Regions from separate parts of the Mus musculus genome. Here all the other regions are linked to region 3. A link is a contact called in public HiChIP or PLAC-seq and Micro-C data. All regions are on one chromosome and are shown on one strand. The core of a region is the stretch at or near the end of the contact, and the rest is flanking DNA. Distances in the headings are between cores, read along the strand shown. Region 1 has its middle 28 kb from the start of Gm52609. Region 2 has its middle 9.2 kb from the start of Gm23440. Region 3 holds the start of Fnip2 (folliculin interacting protein 2).

Evidence for each region. Hi-C and Micro-C count contacts between places; a contact is called where the count stands out from the background. HiChIP or PLAC-seq counts read pairs in DNA pulled down with a chosen protein or histone mark.
Region 1: a Micro-C map of the G1E-ER4 cell line shows a contact between it and region 3, with 3 times the contacts expected there. The contact joins the enhancer-like site here to the promoter of Fnip2 in region 3. A contact is called at or near these places in 4 of 39 promoter capture datasets (the HPC-7 cell line, cranial neural crest, embryonic stem cells and 1 more), 3 of 484 Hi-C or Micro-C datasets (all in the G1E-ER4 cell line) and 1 of 115 datasets of contacts at active chromatin or transcription factors (stem cell-derived neural progenitor cells).
Region 2: a FOXA1 HiChIP or PLAC-seq map of pancreatic cancer cells shows a contact between it and region 3. The contact joins the enhancer-like site here to the promoter of Fnip2 in region 3. A contact is called at or near these places in 8 of 39 promoter capture datasets (the C10 cell line, cranial neural crest, embryonic stem cells and 5 more), 3 of 115 datasets of contacts at active chromatin or transcription factors (embryonic basal ganglia, embryonic forebrain and pancreatic cancer cells) and 1 of 9 other capture datasets (embryonic stem cells).

The regions. Positions count from the first base shown.
Region 1 is chr3:79,027,057-79,031,192 of GRCm38.p6, forward strand. No RefSeq gene overlaps it. Among named protein-coding and RNA genes, the nearest start is that of Gm52609, 28 kb to the right of the region's middle. Within about 2 kb of position 1,260, at least 24 of the 459 cell types and tissues checked have an H3K27ac peak or open chromatin away from gene starts, as enhancers often do. A contact at or near this core is called in the G1E-ER4 cell line and the HPC-7 cell line, where this site is marked.
Region 2 is chr3:78,986,989-78,991,231 of GRCm38.p6, forward strand. No RefSeq gene overlaps it. Among named protein-coding and RNA genes, the nearest start is that of Gm23440, 9.2 kb to the left of the region's middle. Within about 2 kb of position 1,378, at least 13 of the 459 cell types and tissues checked have an H3K27ac peak or open chromatin away from gene starts, as enhancers often do. A contact at or near this core is called in pancreatic cancer cells, where this site is marked.
Region 3 is chr3:79,565,854-79,570,313 of GRCm38.p6, forward strand. Fnip2 (folliculin interacting protein 2) reads right to left here and starts at 1,826. Exons shown (of 17, transcript NM_001162999.2): 1 at 1,656-1,826. The coding sequence starts at 1,750. 4930589L23Rik (RIKEN cDNA 4930589L23 gene) reads left to right here and starts at 2,339. Exons shown (of 2, transcript NR_152118.1): 1 at 2,339-3,345.

The DNA of each region.
Region 1 (4,136 bases), core at 10-2,509, 540 kb before region 3:
AATACCATCAGGACCACACTTGGGATCCAAAAGACAATGAGTACAACCTCTGCACCTCAAGGCCATTAACTGAATCATGTTCATCAGGGTCACTTGCCATATGAAGTTACAATTTTGAGTCCTGGGAATAAAGAAACCAATACCTTGGGGTGGAGAACTGGGCAGGGAGGATGGAGTTTCTATTACAGCTTAGTACACATGGCTTTAACTCATTTTGAATAATTGAACCAGTCTATACTCTTTTGAAATTTTGTTTTATATACATGAACAGCACAATATGACAAGATGAGCATTTTAGTTTGGCATCCTGTTTAATTGCTGTTTTGAAACTCTGTACTTTGCCCTGGCTCCTTCAATTCCATTTGCCTTCTAACAGTGACACGGTCCTAGCTATGGCCAGTTAATCAAATTCTCAGAAACCATCTTGTACTAATCAGAACTCTCTGGGTTGTCAGAGTAACCTGTCTTAACTGGCTTAGATGTTTTAAAATTATTGCTTACAGAACTGAAGCTCACAGGCCCTGGGCAGGTTCAGAGATAGATGGAGGCAAACACTCAGTTGCATCCTCAGGGGTTCCTTACCAGCTCCAGTCCCTTGGCTTGCCCTGCCTTCTATGTTGGATTTTCTGTTCTGAGCTGGAAGCTACTAGAAAAATCTGGTATTCTAATGTATCAATGGATTTGGAAGCCTTAGCAGAAGATAAAAATATCTCCTCCCCTGAAGTTCCAACAAGATCACAAGGAGGCTTCTTCTTCACCCACTGGGCAGGGATGGTACCACTTGGATGTGCTGTACTCCTGGAACCAAGAGTGAGCGCCAAGTAAGGTAAAAATCAGCAGATGTGCGTGGGGGTCAAACAAAACCAACACATCTGCTCTGCTCTCAGACCCCAGGCTATATACTCCATGTAGAATGTATAACAGCTATTAGTTTCAGAAGGCCAATATTTCTATTTCTTAAAGCTAGATCCTCCCCTTTATCCTTGAGCTACACAACGCTAATTGGTTCTTTTGGGGTTTTCAGATACCATGGAAATAGAGGGATGATCTTTTCTCAAGCCTAGGACTGGATTTTAAAAGAACTGTTTATTAAAATGACTTGGGTACTCTGGGGGGCGGGGTTAAGAAAACCACAACACAAAAGGCTTGGCCCTGTCTGAAAAGTCTGTCTAAATCTGTTTAACTGGAGGAAGTGGAAGAGATAACAAGGGTCTGGACTGTCAGAAGATAAAAGACAACGATGAAAGTGTGGCGTGTGGCGTGTGGCGTTGGGGCGCTTCTCTCCTTCCCAGCGAAGCACAAAGAGCTGCTTATCTAACAGAGGCGGTTGTTCTGCAAACTCCAGGCTAGATGATAAAAGGCGGCTGATGAACCTTTTCTTCTGTGTCTTCTCAAGTTATTTCCACAGGCTGGTTCTGGGGATTTTCAACTTCAATTTCTCAGCAGAGTGTTCGCTCTTTGCCCGAGATTACATACCTATTCTTTGCCTGGTTTTCGTCTTTATTTTATTTGGAAAAAAATCAATTTGGCTGAGGAACCTCAGAATTGAAAATGGCAGGAGTGGAGCCAGCTCTCTGCCAGACTACCTGCTCTGGAACATGTAACCATGACACTCCATTGAGAGGATCATGACAACTGGTCACTTAGCATAAAACCTAGAGTTCTCCATGCTAATTAGGTATCCAGATAGGCCCTGAGTGTTCAGCCTATGAGCTTCCCTTCCTGGGCATCCCTTCCCACAAAGGTATTTAAACCCCGGTAACCTTAAGTAAGATGTGCTCATTAACATTTGCTATCAAAGAAGACAATTTGGACGAGCAAGGACCACCGCGTCCATCAAGGATCACCGTGGGGGGAGGCCGTTGTGGTAAAGAGCAGCACCTTTATCTCCCAAGAAGGCTTTCTCTCTCCCAGACCCTGCATACGTTCCGCACTCACCCTGAACCAAACTGGGTTCCTCCCAGTTTCTGGGCTCTGCCTTCCCCTTCCAGCCTGGTTCATAAATGCCCTGAGGGGAGACTCAGATCCCCGGAATCTAGTTCCCAGTCTAACCCCCGCAGTGCCTGAGTACACAGGAGACCGGGAACCACAGCAACTTTCCCAGACCCCACTGTTCCCACCCAAGAAAATACAGACTGAGGGCCCCTACTTTGGACTGTGTTCCGCCTCCCCTGAGTGGCTTGCCGATGGGCCAGTGGGCAGTGCTCGGCACCCCAGTGGAAGGCAGACACAGGCATATGTGTCTTTACTTGCATTTAAGGAGGGAATGTGAAGGGGATCTCTTTCGGGTAGGGGTACCAGTGATTGAACCAGGACCTTACATGTAGTGAGCAGATTGTATCCTAGTGCTTAATGATACACTCAGCCCCATAGATCTCATTTTTAATTCACGGAAACTCTTCTTCAATGTTATCATGCTGCTAATTGTTCCTTCCTTATAGCTACTCAAGACCTTCGTGGCAAATGCAAACACCACCGCCCATCTCCCCAAGGCATCTGGTTTTCTTCCTCCAGCCATTTTCCTTTCTGATGACGTCTGTGATGGGTGGATTTGGAGTCTAGGTAAGTTGTTAGCCCTTCGCGCTCCTCAACCCTGGAGACTGGAAAAGCTAACTTGTCAAATTAAGACAAGTCAGAAAGGTACCTTTGTAAAGAAAATCAAAAATTTCTGAAGTTAGAGGGTGGCAGAAGGGGGCAAGAGGAGCCGGTACTGAAGCTTGCCCCTTTGAACATTGCCTTCTGGAACATTCAGGTGCTGTGTTAGTTTCTACACTCTGCTTCAATCATGTGTGACTCCTATATAGAAGAGTTTATATAGGCACCTGCTTTTTAGCTAAGTGGGTTTGACATACAAAATGTTCCCTGGGGGATTGGGAAGTGGGGCTTAGTGGTAGAGCACTTGCCTAGCACTTGATGGGCTGCCTAAATCTCCAGCACTGCGAAATTAATTAATTGATTGATTAACTAATTAATTAAGCAGGTCTTTCCTGTTCCCTGCTGAGAGTCAAGGCAATTTCAAGGATGCGTATTTGTGTGATCTTTCTGGACTCAGCAGTTCATGCTTGCTCTTTAACCACCGATTAAGAGCAATCCCTGGAACTGGTCTAATTGGGTTCCTGCCATCGCTGTCTAACTACATGGGGTGGCCATAGACTGGAATATCCATAATTCTGTGCAATTTGGGGTTCATAAAAACTGTTATTTAAACATAAAAATGCTGTAGCAATGCTGTATCTCCTGCAAGCAAAACCACCTGTTGGAATAAAGGGGCTGGTGTGTATAGACTCTGCATATGGACGTGCACACACAGCAGTATGAACTTGGACTCATTTGCCATTTGATACATTGTTGGCCAATTTTCCCTTGTTCCCTATGCAGAAACTTTTTATTTTTATGAACTTTTAGTAAGAGAAATTTGTTGTGTACCTCTTGGCTTGAGTCTATCCAGACATGTGGTGTGTGTGTGTGTGTGTGTGTGTGTGTGTGTGTGTGTGTGTGTGTGTGTGTGTGTGTGTATACAAAAGCCATGGTATAAAGGCCGAAGTCAGAGGACAGTCTGTGGTAGGTGGCTTTCTCTTTTTCCTTCTCCTTCTACTATGTATGTCCTTGGGATTGAATTTAGGTCACCGGGCTTGGAAGCAAGCACTGAATGATCTCACTGGTCTCAACTCATATTTAAATCATAATTTTCCCACCCAACATTTGATCCAGTTTTGAAAGCATGTATAGCTCCTACTTTTCATCAAGGCAAGAAGGTTCGGTCTCTTCCTGGTTTTCTGGAAGTTTGATCACTAATGGCAGTCTGTTGTCATTTGGATTTGTGATATCCTTGAGGGCCTGCGTGTGAAAACCTTGATCCCCAGCCTGTGTCACTGGGAGGAGGTACTAGGGTCTTCAGGAAGCTAGGCCTCGTGAAAGGATGTTGATCATTGAGAATATGCCCTTGAAGAGAAGTAAGGAGGCCTTAGGCCTTTCCTCTCTGTTTGGCTTCCTGGCCACCACGAGATAAGCAGCTTGCTCTGCAGTATACTCAGCACAGTGTTCTGCCTTGTCAGATCTAAAAGCAATTGAGCAAACTGATCATGGACTGGAACCTCTGAAAGTGTGAACCAGAATGGAAGTTTCTTGTGCTGTTA
Region 2 (4,243 bases), core at 128-2,627, 580 kb before region 3:
GCTGGGCAGTGGTGGCGCACGCCTTTAATCCCATCACTTAATAGGCAGAGGAAAGCGGATTTCTGAGTTTGAGGCCAGCCTGGTCTACAGAGTGAATTCCAGGACAGCCAGGGCTACACAGAGAAACCCTGTCTCGAAAAACCAAAAAAAAAAAAAAAAAAAAAAGATTACTGCCCTGCTGTGAATAAACACGATCCTACCTAAAGTCAGACCAAGCCTCTCTCTGCACCTCCCATTTCTCTACAGCTTTCTTAAATAATCTAACAGTGAAAATAGGGGATTTTCTTTACATTTCACTCACAGGACACTTTACTTTCTTGTACCTGTTCTATTTCTGAGGCAACTTACAAGGCACAGGAGGCGCAGGAAAGAGACAGGAGCCTGACCTTCAACAGACCAGAATGTGTTTATTGGCTCACATAGGTAGAGTAAGACTGTCGCAGGAGGTTGAAGAGTCCGCCAGAGAAAAAGGATGGCTACAACCCTTTATACGAGCAAGTGAGGGTCTAAGGAATGTGGAAACCGTTGCCCCTGTTAGACCTCATGTCTCTCCTGTAGCCTCTCCTTTATTTGCTAAAAGCTAGATTGGCTGACCCAATAGACACCCCTTTCTTGATCTTGGAGGCACTTGGTCAACATCTGCACCCCAAATTCTGCTCAGATTGAAATCGGCACTCCCTCGGTACCCTTGAACCCAGATATATATAATTGGACTTGAACTGGATAGGAAATGTCAATGCTTAATGGTCAGTTGGGGGGGGGGAGCTTATTTTGTTGTTCAGAGTAAGGTGTGTGTACCTTGATGCAAATGGTGGGGTCCTAGGTTGCTAGCTGCACAAGAAGAGTTTGTGTCTAGTCTGCCAAGAACAGTTAGAAGCCCAAGTTAGTGTGTGAAGCCCAAACCAAAGGGAGTCCCAGTTGCTAGGCTAGTCTATGCTTGCCTGACTCACCTTTATGGTCCCTCCCTTTTTCTGCATCCCTTTCACTTGAAGCTACACATCGATCCCTCCAGCAATGTCTCTCAAACTTCTTTAATGATTTGTGGGGACTACATCCCTCAAGCATGGCATTTTCCACTTGAAGTGTTTGCTCTGGTACCTGCCCTTTCAGATTTCCTGCCCCTGTGGTTGGATGCAATTGTTGTCATTTGTTCTGCTCAGCAGACTTGGGAACCGTGCATGCTAACTACCCAGCCACCCTGCAGAGGAAATAGGGTGTGGGTCCTCAGAGGGGAAAGGAAATAATACAAAGACTTGTTCACAAAACTCAAATATGAATTCCCTCCTTGGAAACAAGGAAAGCAGCCAGACTGACCTGGGTGGAGTCACAGGAAAATGGAACAGCTATTTATAACACAAATGCTTGACATTGAATGGAGCTGCAAGTGAAGACCAAAGTTGGGGGGATGGGAGGACAACTGTGGGTGCAATTGTCTCCAGTTACATAGGTATGCACTGAGGCAAAACTACTCAGAAATAGCTTCCCACAATCTAATCAACTTCGGTTGCCATAGAAATGTTTGCAGCTACAGCACTGAGATCTCAACCCAATTGTGTTGTGATTAGTCAAGATGAAAATGAAGCCGCTTTCAATCCCAAACCCTTGATTTTCATCCCTGCTGCGGGTACCAGTTGTACCCTTCCTCCACAAAGCACATTAAACAATTTCAGGCCTAGATGCTACAAGGTATTGTGTCCCTTCCCAGTTGTATTAGTTCCCTTTGTGTTGGTGTGACCAAGATGCCTGAGACAACAACTCATACTAGGAAAACATAGTTTGCCTCACAGATTTAAAGTGATGCTCCAGCATAGCAGGAAAGGAACTGTAGACTCCAGGACACAGGGATCATAAAAGAAAGACAAAGACACATCCAAGCAAACTCCTTCCTCAAACAAGGCCCACCCCCTACCTTTTACCACCTTCCAATATTGCCATCATGTTATGAATACTTGGAAGGATTAATTCACTAATTAGTGCTGAGAACCCCATGATCTAACTGTCTCTGGAATTGCCACTGCAGACACACCCAAGGGTGTGCTTCACTAATCTAGGCATTTTTCAACTAGTTGATTTGGTAATTAATTAACTACTACACAGCCCTACCAAAAAAAGTGAAAGAAAACCAAGGCACATCAACACAACCACAGGAATGCTACCTATCCTCACATGTATCAACCCCACCTTAAATGTCTTCAAATTCCTGTCTTCAAACATAATTCCCTAACTAAGGAAGAAAAAAAAAAAAAACTCACAGAACACAAGCAATTTGACAGAGACCTGCCTCATAGTTTTTAACTAAGTTGCAAGTCTGTCCTATCCACACAAATCGTTACCATCATAGCTTGTGATAGATAGAGAGGCCTCAATGGTTAAGTGGGACACACACACACACACACACACATACACGACATGGAGGGATGGGGGGATGGGCCCAACATAGGATTAGGTGGCACCTGATGAAAATCTAAAAGAAAAAGAATAATTGGTATATCTCTAGAGGTCAGTAATGCCCAGAGAAGAGAGAGAATCAAACTCCACACAGTGTAATGAACATGTCCCATTTGCCGGGGACTCTGCAGGATGAAATAAAACAGGAGCTAGGTTGGGATCCAGGAGTAGAAACTTCTCATCGACCCAGTTTGAGGTAGTAGCGATCGATGCACTGTTAGCATGAGGAAGGGCTTCAGGTGTTTTCCCAACTTGACTGACTGTCATGGTCCTCTCAGTGGGGTGTTGTGGTTACATGTTCCAGAACAGATAGTTTAGCGGAGAGCTGGCCCTGGGCCTGTCATACTCAATTCTGAGTTTCACTGGGTTTGGGCTTATTCAACCTCACCAGATTTTCTGTCTGATGTCATGGTTCACATGCCCCACAATCCATCAGAGTCATATAATTCTGGAAAAGTCTCAAAATGTACTAATCTTGCTTTTTAGCTTCTGTAGTTCTACTTCTGTCTGCTCTTGCTAACTGAAGTGTGTCAGCCCAGAACATGGTTTTTTTGTCCTTAAAAGCTCACCTTGAAAAGGGTTCAAGGCTGAGATTTCAAACACCCAGTGTAGTTAATGGCTGGCTAGTAAAGACTTTCTATTGGCATAAACCCATGTCCAAGCAGTCTTGACTGGTGAATACCCTTAACGCTGGGTGTCATGGTTTGTATATTCTTGGACCAGGAAGTGGCACCATTTGGAGGTGTGGCCTTGTTGGACTAGGTGTGACCTGGTAGGTGTGTCATTGTGGGTGTGGGCTTAAGACCCTCACCATAGTTGTCTGGAAGTCAGTCTTCCACTAGCAGCCTTTGGATGAAGGTGTAGAACTCTCAGCTCTGCCTGTGCCATGCCTGCCTGGATAGTGCCATGCAACCACCTTGATGATAATGGACTGAACCTCTGAACCTGTAAGCCAGCACCAATTAAATATTGTTTTTTATAAGACTTGCCTTGGTCATGGTATCTATTCATAGCAGTAAAACCCTAACTAAGACACTGGGTCATATAATAAGTGTCATTTTGTACTTGAAGTACCCCCTTTATTGACTTCTATGATGGCCTGACTATATTACATTCCCACCAACAGTCTGTAAATATGCCCATTTGTCCAAATCTTCAATAGCATTTATGGCCATTTGTTTTCTTGATGGCGATTGGGATAAGATGTAATCTCAGTGTAGTGTTCATTGTCATTTTTATATGATGGCTACTGACCACTTTTTCATATGTTTACTGGCCATTTCCATCTGTTCATTTCATTTGTCTATTTATTGATTGGGTTGCTTATTTCTTGTTGAGTTCCTTCTGTATCCTATCGATATTAAATCTGTCAGATGTACAGCTAGCAGAGAGTTTTCTTCCACTCTGTAGACTGTATCCTTACTGAATTGAGTGTTTCCTTTGCTATCTAAAAGATTTCTAATTTTACTATTTGTCAGTTGTTAGAGATGATTCATGAGTCATTGGTGTCCTATGAAGGAAGTTCTTATCTATGCCTATATATCGAAGAGTTTTTATTCCTCTTTCCTCTAATAGCTCCAGAGTTTCAGATCTTCCATTTTGAATGTTGGTCAATTTGGTGTTGATTTTTTATGCAGGTTGAAAGATGATAAGAATCTACAGTCATTCTTCTTTTTGTAAACATTCAAGTTTCTCAGGAGACTGTCCAGGGTTAGCAGGAAGGTTTAGCAGGTAAGTCCTTACTTTTACCTGTCAACTTGAGTACAATCCCTTGGACCCACATAAGGATGAAAGG
Region 3 (4,460 bases), core at 576-3,075:
GTTAGACGACAGCATCACGGGTAGGCAGACAAATAGAAGGCACAGAATCAGGTCCAGTCTGCCTAACGGAAATGCACTGACCATGATCCAGGCAGTCCTCACAATTTACCTTCCAACCTCCCACCACACACACACACACACACACACACACACACACAAATGCTGCTATTCTGTTTAATGTCTCATTCTCTCCAAGTTGGAGCCAGGGATGGCAGCACGTGCTTACTGTAATCTTACACTTGAGAAGCACTAACAGGACGATCAGGTCATCAATTGATCGAAGCTAGCCTGGGCTACATAAAACTGGAAATACAAGATAAAAGAAAATCTTATATAACTATAGGAATGTGTTTGTATGTGTTTTGAATGAATTTTTATGCAATAAAGGAGATGAGATTTAATCAAAATTCATTTCAAATGCGATGCTTCATGTTGGTGTTCCCAGAACTTGAGAAGCTAAGGCAGGAAGATTGTCAAGAGTTTAAAGCCAGCCTGGACTAATGAGACCTTTGTTTGTTTGTTTGTTTGTTTTTAAAAAAAATTCAAAGTCTTACATTCTGAACATAAAGTATCCCTAGAAGGTCTGAATCGGTGTGAGGTGTTCAGTTTTCTGTTTTGTTTTGTTTTGTTTTATAGTGATGAAAACTTAAATGGCAAATAAAATGTTTTCTCAACTAGTAGTGCTGAGAGACAGTACAGGACCCAGGAGAGCATCTTTGGAAACTTACCACTCAAAAGCAGAATAGTATAGGGATGTTACTGAGAGCCAATTGCTTAGCTCAAAATGCAAGACCAGCCGCCACTTAGAGCTGTGGGTCTTGAGCCAGCTTAACACATGCTAATCCAAAGGTATGTGTTCCGAAGATGAACTATTAAATATCTGCCTCTGCTTTGTTAAATTAGAACCCGAGACGTTTCATAAAAAGCATTTCCCTCCCTTTCCACTCATCATGCGGCATCAGCCTTCTAACTGATGAGGAAATTACACACTTTTATTCATCCGCCGGCGAGCTTGTCATACACTGCAAGAAAGAAGCTGCTTTTTTCGTGGCTTCACCCTTTCCAACTTCAAAATACTGTCACATACTCAGTGGGTTGGAGCTGCCTGCAAAATGACAGCTTACAGGCTCTGGGGCAGGGGAGACGCAGGTGACTCTCCCTCCAGAGACCCTGGAAGGTACACACCGGTCCCAGACGTGCTCAGACACGGGGGCATATGGAGAAATTTTGTGGGGCACCTGAGGAAAGAGGGCAGAGGATGGCGCAGGGCTCCCACCTGGGGAGACCTGGAGAGCAAGGAAGGAGGACGGCGCTGAGGTTCCACCCAGAAGGAGCAGTAGAAAAGGGACAGGGCGGTTCGCGGCTCTGAGACCCTGAAAGAAGTGGAAAGAGGAGCCCAACCTGGGAGAACCCGGCGAGGGAGGGAAGAGGATGCTGCTGGGTCCCACCCAGAAAGAGGGGCGAGAGAGGCGTGGGGTCCCACCCGGGAGGACCGGGACAGAGGAGAGTGAGAGACTGGGGTCTTTCCCAGGAGGATCTGGGAAGAAGGGACAGGGTGGCGCGGGGTCCCGCCCAGGAGGAGGGGACAGGGTGGCGCGGGGGTCCGGTCTCCATGCAGCCCGCCTGAGGCCTCCCTCCCGCTCGCACGCGCTCACCTGAAGGCCGGCTCCTCCTTGGGCGGCCGGGCCTGGGCAGACGCTGCGCCGCCGCCCCTTTTGTTGAAGAGCTTCTGGAGCAGGGTCGGGGCCATGGCGTGCACGCGGCGGCCCGGGCGGGCGGCCACGCTCCGGGACCCGACGGCTCAGCGCGCAGCCCACGGCGGCCGCGGCGGGGCCATGGCGACGGGGGCGCGGCCGCCCGGAGGGGCGCGAGCGCGGGACCGCTGCAGCGGACGGAAGGTGCGGCGCCGCGGCCGCCGGCCGGTCATATGACGGAGCCGGCCCGCCCGGCTGACAGCTCGCTCCCGCGGGAGGAGGAGCGCGGAGAGGGCAGCACGAGGGAGAGGGAGGAGCACGGGAAGAAGAGGAGGGAGAGCATGAGGGAGGGGAGGAGCACGAGGATGGCAGGGAGGGGGGTGCACGAGCGAGGGGGAGGAGCGCCGGGAGGAGGGAGGAGGAGCGTCAGAAGGCAGCACGAGGGACTGGGAGGAGCAAGAGGGACTGGGAGGAGCGCAGGCGATGAAGAGTGGAACGTGTTGGGAGGAATACAAGGGAGTGGGAGAGAGGAGTGGGCGATGGAGGAGGAGCGCCAGGGAAGCGGAGAGTGGAGCCGGGAGAGGCTCGTAGGGAGGAGTGGGGCGGGGCGTGTGGGGGGAGGGGGAGGAGCATAGAGGCCTAACGTCTCCATTGGCCAGCTTTACCCGCCCTGCGCCGACATCACTAGGGGTACGCCCGGAGTTATCACTCGCCGGGCTCTTACTGGGGCTAGAGAGTTGGGCGGGGTGCACGAGTCTTCACACACTTGACCTACTGAGCTCCAGAGCACAACTATGGAGGTTTTTGTTCTTTGGAAAGAAAAGCCCTTGAACTTGGTCCTCATTTTATCGGGTCCAGGACTCCCTAGCAGAAAACGTGGCCTGAGCTGGAGAAGCAACTTTAGTGCCTGACGTTGCTGCTGGGGATTCTGGCCCCTGCTGCATTTGAGGTCCCAGCAAGCAACTGCCGGAACCAGAGTAAATCAGCAGGCTCAATTTTGAATTTACAAACAGTTTATTCAGGTCACCGGGTTTTGTTTTGGTTTTTTTTGTTTTTTGGGGTTTTTTTGGGTTTTTTGGTGTGTTGGTTCCCACTGGTACATAAGTCACACAAAAGCTGTGCATGTACTAAGCCCATATGTGCGTGCGTTAAGCCCACATATACACACAAATGATTGCTTTCCTAGTTCGTGTTCACATTGGGCACATAAAAAAAAAAAAAAAAAACTCAATAGATTCTTTGATTTAGGGAAGCTGAGTGTGTGCTTAGACTCATTTGCCTGTGCTTTCACGCCTCAGACCCCCTGAGAATTTATTGTGCTGTGGTGCAAGACGTTAAAGAACCTGCGGTTATGAAGAGTCTGACCACATTCAAAACAGTTTATTAATCTGTTTTGCGGCCTAGAGCTCTAACGTGGTTCAGATGGTAGGTAGTAGAGCTAGAGTTAGTTACTTTTGAGTTCCACTCTGACTCCAGCAAATTTGAGGACGGTGAACAAATGACCCACCAAGATTTCTTAGACTTGATCAAAGGAAAGTTAAGGATGGAGAAACATGGCTCAGCAGTTACAAACATAAGCTGCGTTTGCACGGGACTGGAGATCTCTTCCCAGCAAGTGGATCAGAAAGCTCACAACCAAGTCCAACTCCAGGTCAGAAGTCGTCCTCCCCCTTTTGGTGCCCAAGGGCACTGCACTCAGAGGCACAAAGTTACACAATGCGCGCGCATGCACACACACACACACACACACACACACACACAGAGAGAGAGAGAGAGCGCTAAAAAGCAAAACAAGCAAACAAAAAAAGAGGACATTTAGACGTTTAAAAGCAAACATATTTCACAAATATAAGTAATCAAAAGAGGGGGTGGGGCATAGCTCTAATCTGCTCAAGGCCCCCAATCCAGAGGTTGCTTCCTGGTTTCTTAGTCCGGGTCTCTAGCACTGCCACATGGCTCTGTATGTGAAGAGGAACAGGGATATTGTGAATGCTTAGAGATGACAGGATAACAATGAAATGAAATGAAAACTGGGACTTGTGAGGGCTGTCTTCCACAAGCCGATCTATCAGTTCCTGTGACTTGTTTCCATATATGCATGCTCTGTAGTCTGTTTTAGTTTGATTTCTGTTATATTATCATAAATACTGCTTGTGACCTGCTGAAACCTGGTTCTCCTTCCTGAAGAAGCTAGAAGAAAAGCAGTTAGGAGTCGTTTCTTCCCTCCTAACTGAGATATAATTATTAATATTTAATATCTGGATATAATGTTACCACTATCTTGATAGAAGCTTGAAGATGAAACCAGGACAAGACATGGTGAAGACAGAGCCTTTAAGAGAATTTCATTTTTAAAAAATTTTTCTCTATTGCTTATCATATCATGAAGAAATTTGTATTTCAACTCCTAGTCTGCCAGAGAAAATACTCAACACCAATGATCTCATTCCAGTTTTGTTGTTGTTGGGGATTTAACCTAGGGCAAACTACTCTGTTCTCATGTGATTTGTGTGATATATATATATATATATATATATACATATATATATATATATATATATTAGATAAGTATAGTGTATATGTGTGTGTGCATGTATATACATACACACACACACACATATGTAAATATAAAACAGGCAGGTGCTACCCACCTGGTTTACCCAGTGCTGAGCTTTGGGTATGTTAGACAACATGAGCTGCATACCCAGCCCAGTCTACTTTTTTCTAGTATTTCAGAATGTTTCTTTTTTTTTAATATTTTTTATT